Linked DNA regions of Mus musculus: region 1 is linked to region 2. A link is a contact called in public targeted proximity ligation data. All regions are on one chromosome and are shown on one strand. The core of a region is the stretch at or near the end of the contact, and the rest is flanking DNA. Distances in the headings are between cores, read along the strand shown. Region 1 overlaps Lrp5 (low density lipoprotein receptor-related protein 5). Region 2 overlaps Pitpnm1 (phosphatidylinositol transfer protein, membrane-associated 1).

What was found.
Region 1: a targeted proximity ligation map of pancreatic cancer cells shows a contact between it and region 2. A contact is called at or near these places in 1 of 39 promoter capture datasets (liver) and 1 of 130 datasets of targeted methods (pancreatic cancer cells).

What each region holds. Positions count from the first base shown.
Region 1 is chr19:3,667,345-3,671,337 of GRCm38.p6, forward strand. All of the region lies in intron 1 of Lrp5 (low density lipoprotein receptor-related protein 5), which reads right to left. Among named protein-coding and RNA genes, the nearest start is that of Gm36672, 17 kb to the right of the region's middle.
Region 2 is chr19:4,111,851-4,116,052 of GRCm38.p6, forward strand. It overlaps Pitpnm1 (phosphatidylinositol transfer protein, membrane-associated 1), which reads left to right. Exons shown (of 23, transcript NM_008851.4): 19 at 16-164; 20 at 251-400; 21 at 477-660; 22 at 898-1,026; 23 at 1,635-2,115. The coding sequence ends at 1,898. Aip (aryl-hydrocarbon receptor-interacting protein) reads right to left here. Exons shown (of 6, transcript NM_001276284.1): 3 at 4,132-4,202; 4 at 3,470-3,646; 5 at 3,231-3,372; 6 at 1,906-2,946. The coding sequence ends at 2,741. Among named protein-coding and RNA genes, the nearest start is that of Aip, 7.6 kb to the right of the region's middle.

The DNA of each region.
Region 1 (3,993 bases), core at 632-3,131, 440 kb before region 2:
GAACTCATGGAACCTACCAAAGCTGGCTCGTCTTCACATGACTAAGGTCTCAACTGTCTAACAGGAGGCACCAGGCCAACAGCCTCTGCAGAATGCTGGACCTAGCTACTGACACTCTGCAGTAGAGGTTTCCAGAAAGGAAGTCCTTTACCATGAAAGTCATTTCCCCTGTTAATCAGTTTAACTTGGTGACATCTGCACTCAAGAACTTTAACAGTCTATGTGTGTGTGGGGGGGGGGGGGGGGAGGTGGGGGGGTGGTGCTAGGTGGCCCAAAGGAAAGGTTCCAGGACTTCTCTGGGAAACTCAGCTTCTCCTGAACCTTCACCCTCTGACACACACGTGCACATGTGCATGCACAAACAAGCATGTGCACACTCCCAAAGCCCCAATTTAGCAACCACATAATGCTACCAGCTCAGGGATCCCCAGGACAAATCGTGACATTGATTTATGTCTGCAAATGTGCGTTTTCACTAATTAGAAGGTTTAGGACAGAGTAGAGAAAAATATGTATTTCAGAGTCCCAGTTTGACTTGCCAGAAACCAGCCCATTACTAACATTCTTATTTTCGACAAAATATAGCATTCTGATTACACACCATCTTGGTCCCATGGCTCTCAGCCTGCCAGGCTCCCGGAAGTGGCCCACGACCACGGCAAAGAGTAAGACAGCAATCCCAAAACGGAGATGCACTCGGAGCCCCTGGGGACTGAGTGCTTGGACACTCTGACGGAGGCAAGTCCTTCCTTGGGACAGCGGCAGCTTTCTCTCAAGGTCTCCTGGCTTGTTCTACCAGGTACAGGACAGCCACTCAGGTTCATATATAGGAAGAGCAGCCCATCAGACAACTCCCCCAAGAGGATAATTGTGACATTGCAGCCTGTCCCCAGGTCCGTTTCACATACGTTAACCGTGTCTCAGACACCAAGGAGCAGAACCCAGGGGCCCCTTTGGCGAGTTTCATGATCTGGAAAGAGGGAGAGAGGGAGAGGAAGAGGGGGAGGGGCAAGAGGAGGGGACAGAAAGTGAGAACACACATGCAGGTGTTTAGGCTACATGTATGTCAATATACAATGCACATACCTGGTGCCTGCAGGGGTAGAAGAGACACAGACCCTTAAAGTAATTTCAAAGAAACCATTTACAATGCAAATAGGCTTCCACTCTCTACCTCTTTGAGCTTCAGTTTCCCCATCTCTCATCCTGGGGTTGTGGTGGTTCCATCTCAGCCACTGGGCAGCGGCCAGCACAAGCCTCAGTTGTTTAATCTGTTGTTTTCTGGGTGTTCCAAAGGAGGACGCATTTATTTACAAAGGAAATCGTCACTAACCACACCTAGTGTAAGAAGCACACACACCCAGGAATTGTTCTCATCAGACCACTGTCTAAGTATCAAAAGCAGCGCAAGCACAAACTACACAGAACTTCTGGGAACGGCACAGGGCTCCTGCTGTGCCACGTTTACCCTGCATATGGCCTGGGACCCTCACCCATCTTTAGCAAAAAACTAAGCTGAGCAGCCGGGCTTCGTGGACTCTGTGGACACCGGGATTTTCCTGGCAGCCACCATACGGTGCATCTGCACAGTGACCTGAGCCTGGGCTCCCCTTTCACTGAGGACCAGCACTAGATGCAAAGGCTTGGAACTGCAATGTCTGCTCAACATATATGAAGCCCTGGGTACTGTCCCCAGCATCGGGAAAGAGCCACTGACACTCAAGGTCAGGAAGAGATCAGAGTCCTTGTGTCCCCAAGACCGATGCAGATTAAGAATTCAGCAAGGATGAACTTAGGGACCCAGGACTGGAGCTGCAGTCAGGCTGTGGTGCCTCGGTGCCACACCCTGAGAACTACTGCCAACCCTGCAACAGTCAGTCAGACCTGCCAGCTAGCTGGCACTGACGCATTTCCACGGAGGTGGGAGAAGGTGGGATGGCCCAGGCCCTCCCCTGCGGGCCAGAGAGGGAAGTGGTTCCCGTGTGGCCACAAAGATCACATTGTTCTGTCCTCGGAGAGGAAACTGGAGAACCGATTTCAGAAACAAGCCTACCTTTGTACCAGCGCCTGTTTCCTTTAAGTAGTGCAGAGACGAGTCAGAAACCCGCGAAACTTATCATCGCTCTCCAAAGTCTGTTTATTGAGCCAAACTTGCAAGTTTCTGCTTTCAAACAAGCCACAGCTCCTGGAAAAAAAGTGGGAACCCAGGTGCCAAGGCACAGGGGCCACCGCCCAAAATGGTGACAGGCGCCAACTCAGGATCCAATGACAATTCTGTCCACCATGTGGCCAAATGGACAGGCAAAAACAATGAAGGGAAAGACACAAACCATCTCTGGGGGCGTAGAGATGAAATTCTAGCCCCTGGCCTTCTGGCCTCAACCAAGCTTATCAGGGCACAGACGTGCCTGGAGGATTCTATGTGAGTCTGGACTCTAGCTGTCTTGGAGCCTCAGGGGCAGCAGGTCCAGAAGTTGGTGAGGATGCAGAAGAACCCAGGAGCCCTTCCCACAGTGCCTGTTATGGACACCAGGACACACGGACTGTGCAGAGACCCAAGGATAACCCAAACTCCCTACTGAAGAAATCCAGAGAGAAGCTCTAGTCTGGCTCTGTTCTGGGGCAGGTCCTGGCTTGCTGACCCCCACAGATCCCATGCCTGCCCGCCTTCCTAGACTGCTATCTGCCAAATGGTCCTTAGTCCCCATAGGAGGTGGATTTGCAGTCACCTGTGCTACAGATGAGAAGACTGAGGCCTAATAAAGGCAAGGAACCTTGCAAAGTACCACCTGGGGCAACTCAGCCCAGAGGACTCAGGTGCCTGGTGGGGGAGGGGACTGTCTCTCCACAACACTTAGGTTGATTCATTAGAGAACTAGGTGTGGGACTCAAACTTACGACCCCTGCACTCCAGAGGCTGAGGCGGCAGGATCACAAGTCAAGACAGTCTAGGTGGACTAATAAGATCCTGTCTCAAAAACAGGGGGAGTGTTTTCTGGAGAGACTGCTCAGGGGTTAAGAGCACCAGCTGCTCTTCCAGAGAACCTGAGTTCCATTGCCAGCACCCACACGACTGCTCACAATCATGTAACTCTACATCCAAGGGATCCAGTCATGCAAAGCCACAGATGCAGTCAAAACACTCACGCATATAAAAATAAACCTAAAACAAACAAAAACAAAAAAACAAGATTGGCGCATTGTGCGCAATGCTGACAGTTCTGTAAAAGCTATGTGAACAACATGCGATCACTAGGCAATGTTCCTCATCTTCCCCGCTACATAGGAAGTCCGGAAGACTGGTGGAGACCTGCTTGTGTGGGGCCTACCTGCCTCGGCAGCTCCCTACATAACACTAGGCAGGATCCATGTACTCCTCAGCCTCAGCTCAGAGCTGTAAACACAGCAGACGTGAAGACCACACAACAATGTAGGTTAAGGCCCTGCACTGGCTGGTCTTATGTCAACTTGATCCAAGCTAGAGTTATTTGAAAGGAGAATAAAATGAAAAAATGCCTCCATAAGATCCAGCCATAGGCATTTTTTTCTTTTTTAAATTAATTTAGTCAGTCAGTCAGAATCTTTTCAAGACAGGGGTTCTTTGTGTAGGTCTGGCTTTTTTGGAACTTACCCTGTAGACCAGGCTGGCCTCAAACTCACAGAGAACTGCCTGCCTCTGCCTCCTGAGTGCTGGGATTAACAGTGTGAGTCACCACCACCTAGCTAGGGTATTTTCTTAATTAGTGATTGATGAGAGAGGGCCAGCCCACTGTGTGTGGGGCCCCTATAGGCTGGTTATCCTGGGCAAGCCACGGAAAACAAGACAGTAAACAAACCAGTAAACAGCACCCAACCTGGCCTCTGCATCAACTCCTGCTTCCAGGTTCCTGCCCTGACTTCCTTTGGTGATGAACAGCAATGTGGAAGTGTAAGCCAAATAAAAATAAACCCTTTTCTCCTCAACCTGCTTTCTAGTCACGATGTTTCATCACA
Region 2 (4,202 bases), core at 256-2,755:
GTCCACCCCTTCCAGGTGGATGTCTACGTCATGACACAGCCACTGTCAGGCAAGTGGATCCACTTTGGCACAGAGGTCACTAACAGCTCAGGCCGTCTCACCTTCCCAGTGCCCTCAGAACGTGCACTGGGCATTGGTGTCTACCCTGTGCGCATGGTGGTCAGGTAAGCAGCAGGTATCTGGGCTCCTGTGGGGCTGGGCACTGCCAACCTCACCCTATCCACTCATGCCATGCTTCCATGGAACATAGGGGAGACCACACCTATGCCGAGTGCTGTCTGACTGTGGTGTCCCGAGGCACAGAAGCTGTGGTCTTCAGCATCGATGGTTCTTTCACTGCCAGTGTCTCTATCATGGGCAGCGACCCCAAGGTGCGCGCTGGCGCAGTGGACGTGGTCAGGTAGGACCCTCAGCCCCACCGGCCACAGCGACTGGTCATCCCTGTGGACTGGAGCTGACAAGCCTCCATCTCACAGGCACTGGCAGGACTCTGGCTACTTGATTGTGTATGTAACTGGCCGGCCTGACATGCAAAAGCACCGTGTAGTGGCCTGGCTGTCGCAACACAACTTCCCCCATGGTGTTGTCTCCTTCTGTGATGGCCTCACCCACGACCCGCTGCGGCAGAAAGCCATGTTTCTGCAGAGCCTGGTGCAAGAGGTACTGTGGCTTAGGATGGTCCTAACCTGCCCTCGCCCCATTCCACACCACAGTGGCCCCACTCCCATCAACTGGACGTAAAGAGGCCTCTGTGGGCCCGCTCTCCTGAGCTGTGTTGACTAGAACCTTGCCCCCATCTCTTCACAAATAGGGATACCCCTGAAACACTTGTGGGGGATGCATGCCACATCCTTGGCTCTATGGCTCTACGGGCTGCTGACCGGCTTTTCAACGCAGGTAGAACTGAACATCGTGGCTGGATATGGGTCACCAAAAGATGTGGCAGTGTATGCAGCACTGGGGCTCTCTCCGAGCCAGACCTACATTGTTGGCCGTGCTGTGCGCAAACTGCAGGCACAGTGTCAGGTAAGACCTAAGGGAAGGCTGGGAACAGAATTCCAGGGCCAAGGCTAAGGACCACCCAGTGTGTTGATTCCTGCAAGAGAGGGCAGATATAAGGCATTTGTGGCCCCAGAACTACTTATTCCTCCTGGGATAGGGATAACAGGCTACACTTGCTGTGTACAGACTCCAACGACCACAGGCTGTGACTGTTCAAGGTCTCAGATACAGATCATCTTACCATGGCCTCGGGCAGGTGCTTTGACCTTTCTGAGCTTGTTCTGTGGGTAGTGAATGATGCTAGCACTATCTGTACTCATTAGCTTATAACAAAGGTCTGATCATTCACCGTAGGTCAAAGGCTCAAGGCTGGGCCTAAGCTTGCTAAATGCTAAATGCTGTTATTTCCCCAAGATGCCAGCCCGAGGATGAGTCAGGCCTAGAGAGAGGCAAACTGGGAGTGGAGCCAAGGTGCCTGGCTCAGAGTCAGGGGATACTACGTAGTGGGAGAAGGCTTCCTGATCAGGCTGAGCCAGCCTGCCACTTGCCAGTATCACCCGGTCTATCTACCCTGTGCAGGAGCCTCGGGGGAGGCTGGACGTCCCCTCATCCCTGCCTCCTTCTGCCCACAGTTCCTGTCAGATGGCTATGTGGCCCACTTGGGCCAGCTGGAGGCAGGCTCCCACTCCCATGCTCCCTCAGGACCTCCGAGAGCCGCTCTGGCCAAGAGTAGCTATGCTGTGGCTGCCCCTGTGGACTTCCTCCGGAAGCAGAGCCAGCTGCTTCGATCCAGAGGCCCTAGCCAGGTGGACCGTGAGGGTCCAGGAACACCTCCCACCACCCTGGCCAGGGGCAAGACTCGCAGCATCAGCCTCAAGTTGGACAGTGAAGAGTGAGGGAACCTTGGCTGCAACTGGGTTATTTATTGACTCGCAAGGGGCCTTGGTGACTGTGGGAATCTGGGGCCCCCACACCCTGTATGACTACACCACAGTATTACTTCCCTTTGTCGGGGGTAGGGGACCCAGCCCCCAGGGGAGGAAGGAGGGAGTGGGTTAGGGCCCAGCAGCGTTTCCAGTGTGTGAACCTATAAAAATAAACAACTGCACTCTACTGTGGGCCTTCCTGTCTGGGGCACTGAGGTGCTGAAGGGGGCCAGGACCTACTCAGGGTCATAGAGGCAGCCAGGCTGGAGCTCCTATACTTTCACTTTCACAAGCCCTGGCTGCGAGTCCCTAGGGCATTTCCTAGGTAGTCTGCCTGTTCCTTCTCCTGCCCCCAACCTCAGACGGTGTTGGAGTTTATGAGAGTCACGTGGCTTCTGAGCCTGCAACTCCCCTCACCTCTGCCCCTAAGGAAACTTCTGTCTCTAAAGCCAGGAACTGTGGAACCTAAGGATGATAGAGTGGCCTGTGTGGGCCACGCCTGCTTTCTCTACCACTTAATACTAGAGGCTCCCTAGGCTGGTATTGGCCAGAAAGAAATTCCCAGAGACCTTAGCACAAGCCAGTGGGAACTAGGGTAAGAACCTGATCTCACCCCTCCCACTGACTACCAAGCCCCTAGCCAGTGATGACCAGCCTTCAAGATAGATTAGTTCTGCAAAGCCAGAGAGATAAATAAGGCCTTTATATACACAGAAGCGCAAAGTGACAGTGGGGGATTGACAGGTGGTGGCAGCAGTGGGCTTGGCAGGGCAGGGCAGGGCATGGCAAGGCAGGGCAGAACTGGGGCCCTGTCAGTGGGAAAAGATGCCCCGGAAGCGAGCTTTGTCCTCCTCATCCTTCTGCCGGATCCGTGTCTCCAGGGCCCGCAGCTCTCTGCTTACCACAGGCGCCAGGGCAGGGTCTAGCTCCAACACCTTGGCAAAGTCAGCCTGGGCCTCCTGGGCATTCCACACGGCAGCATGGGCCTTACCCCTCTTGAAGTAAGCCTTGACATTGTCTGCAGGGACACCAGAAAGCAGAGGCATGCAAGGGGCATGAGAGGAGACGGCCAGCCTGACTTCTGGCATCTAGGCCCACAACTCTCTGAACGGTGTACCAGTGCCACCCTGTCACACGGTACCACTCATACTTCCTGGATACTGCCCTTCCCCACTGGCATGGAAGCTCTGGTCAGGCTCTTGTGGGGAGCTCAGAGATGTCAAAGCTAAGGGCTAGAACCATGTGCCCACAGCGCTGGATGGGAAGAGGCCAGTCTGGGCTGCCAGAGGGCATGGTGCTCACCATCATACTTGTTGAGGATGGAGGAGCAGTGATCCAACACTTCATAATACTCCTGAGCCACCAGCTTGCACTGGCAATAGTTGAGTAGCAGTGGTGTGATCTGCAGGTCCAACTGGATCCAGTCAGGTGAGCCAGGCTGCTCCTGGGGTGTATGGGGGCAAAGAAAGTGGAGATGCTGAGACCTGGCCGCAGCCATGCCTTCCTCCGTGTGCCCCTCCCACCGCGGCCTCTGAGCATACCTTCATCTGCAGATTCTTGAGGCAGGCGATGGCGTCATAGTACTTGGCAGCAGCCTCTTTCACCTGGCCCTCACGGTACAACCGGTTGCCCTCTTGGTGGATGACTGGTACTGCCTTTGCTTTCTCCTCATCTGTCATCGCCCATGGGTCCTGTTGATAGGTGCCAGGACTCTCTACCTGCCAAGGCAGGAACCAATTCAAAGCAGAGCCCATGGGTACCTCGGAATCCTCTGCAGCAAACCTGGCCTCTGACATCAGATGCTGGAAACCATGTCACCTGACCACTGGTCTCTTAGCACGTGTCATCAGCCCCTACATGCCTGGGCATACCTAGTACTAAGTACTTCAGGTAACAGTGAAGATGGTGGCAAGTACCCATGCCCTGGCAGAGTTTCTGTTCCATGGAAAGTAACCTATGTGGGCAAGAAGAGCCACCTAAACCCCCAGTCCCTTCAGAGCATGGCCAGCTGGCCAGCTGTGGAGGAAAAGATGGGCTCACAGACAGAGGACAAGAGTCGAGGTGGGTGGGCATAGGTGATCAATGAGGCCTGAGAAGGGCCCTAGAGGCTTCCACAGTTTTCCTACCCTTGCCCCTTTCCGCAGACCAACCCTGGACATCGGGGAGGTAGGGCTAGTGTCCCCTTTGAGACAGGGGGCCTTACCTTCAGCATCTCGATGTGGAAGATGAGAGGCTGTGGGTTCTGCTGCAGGGCATCCAGGTCCGCATGACCCA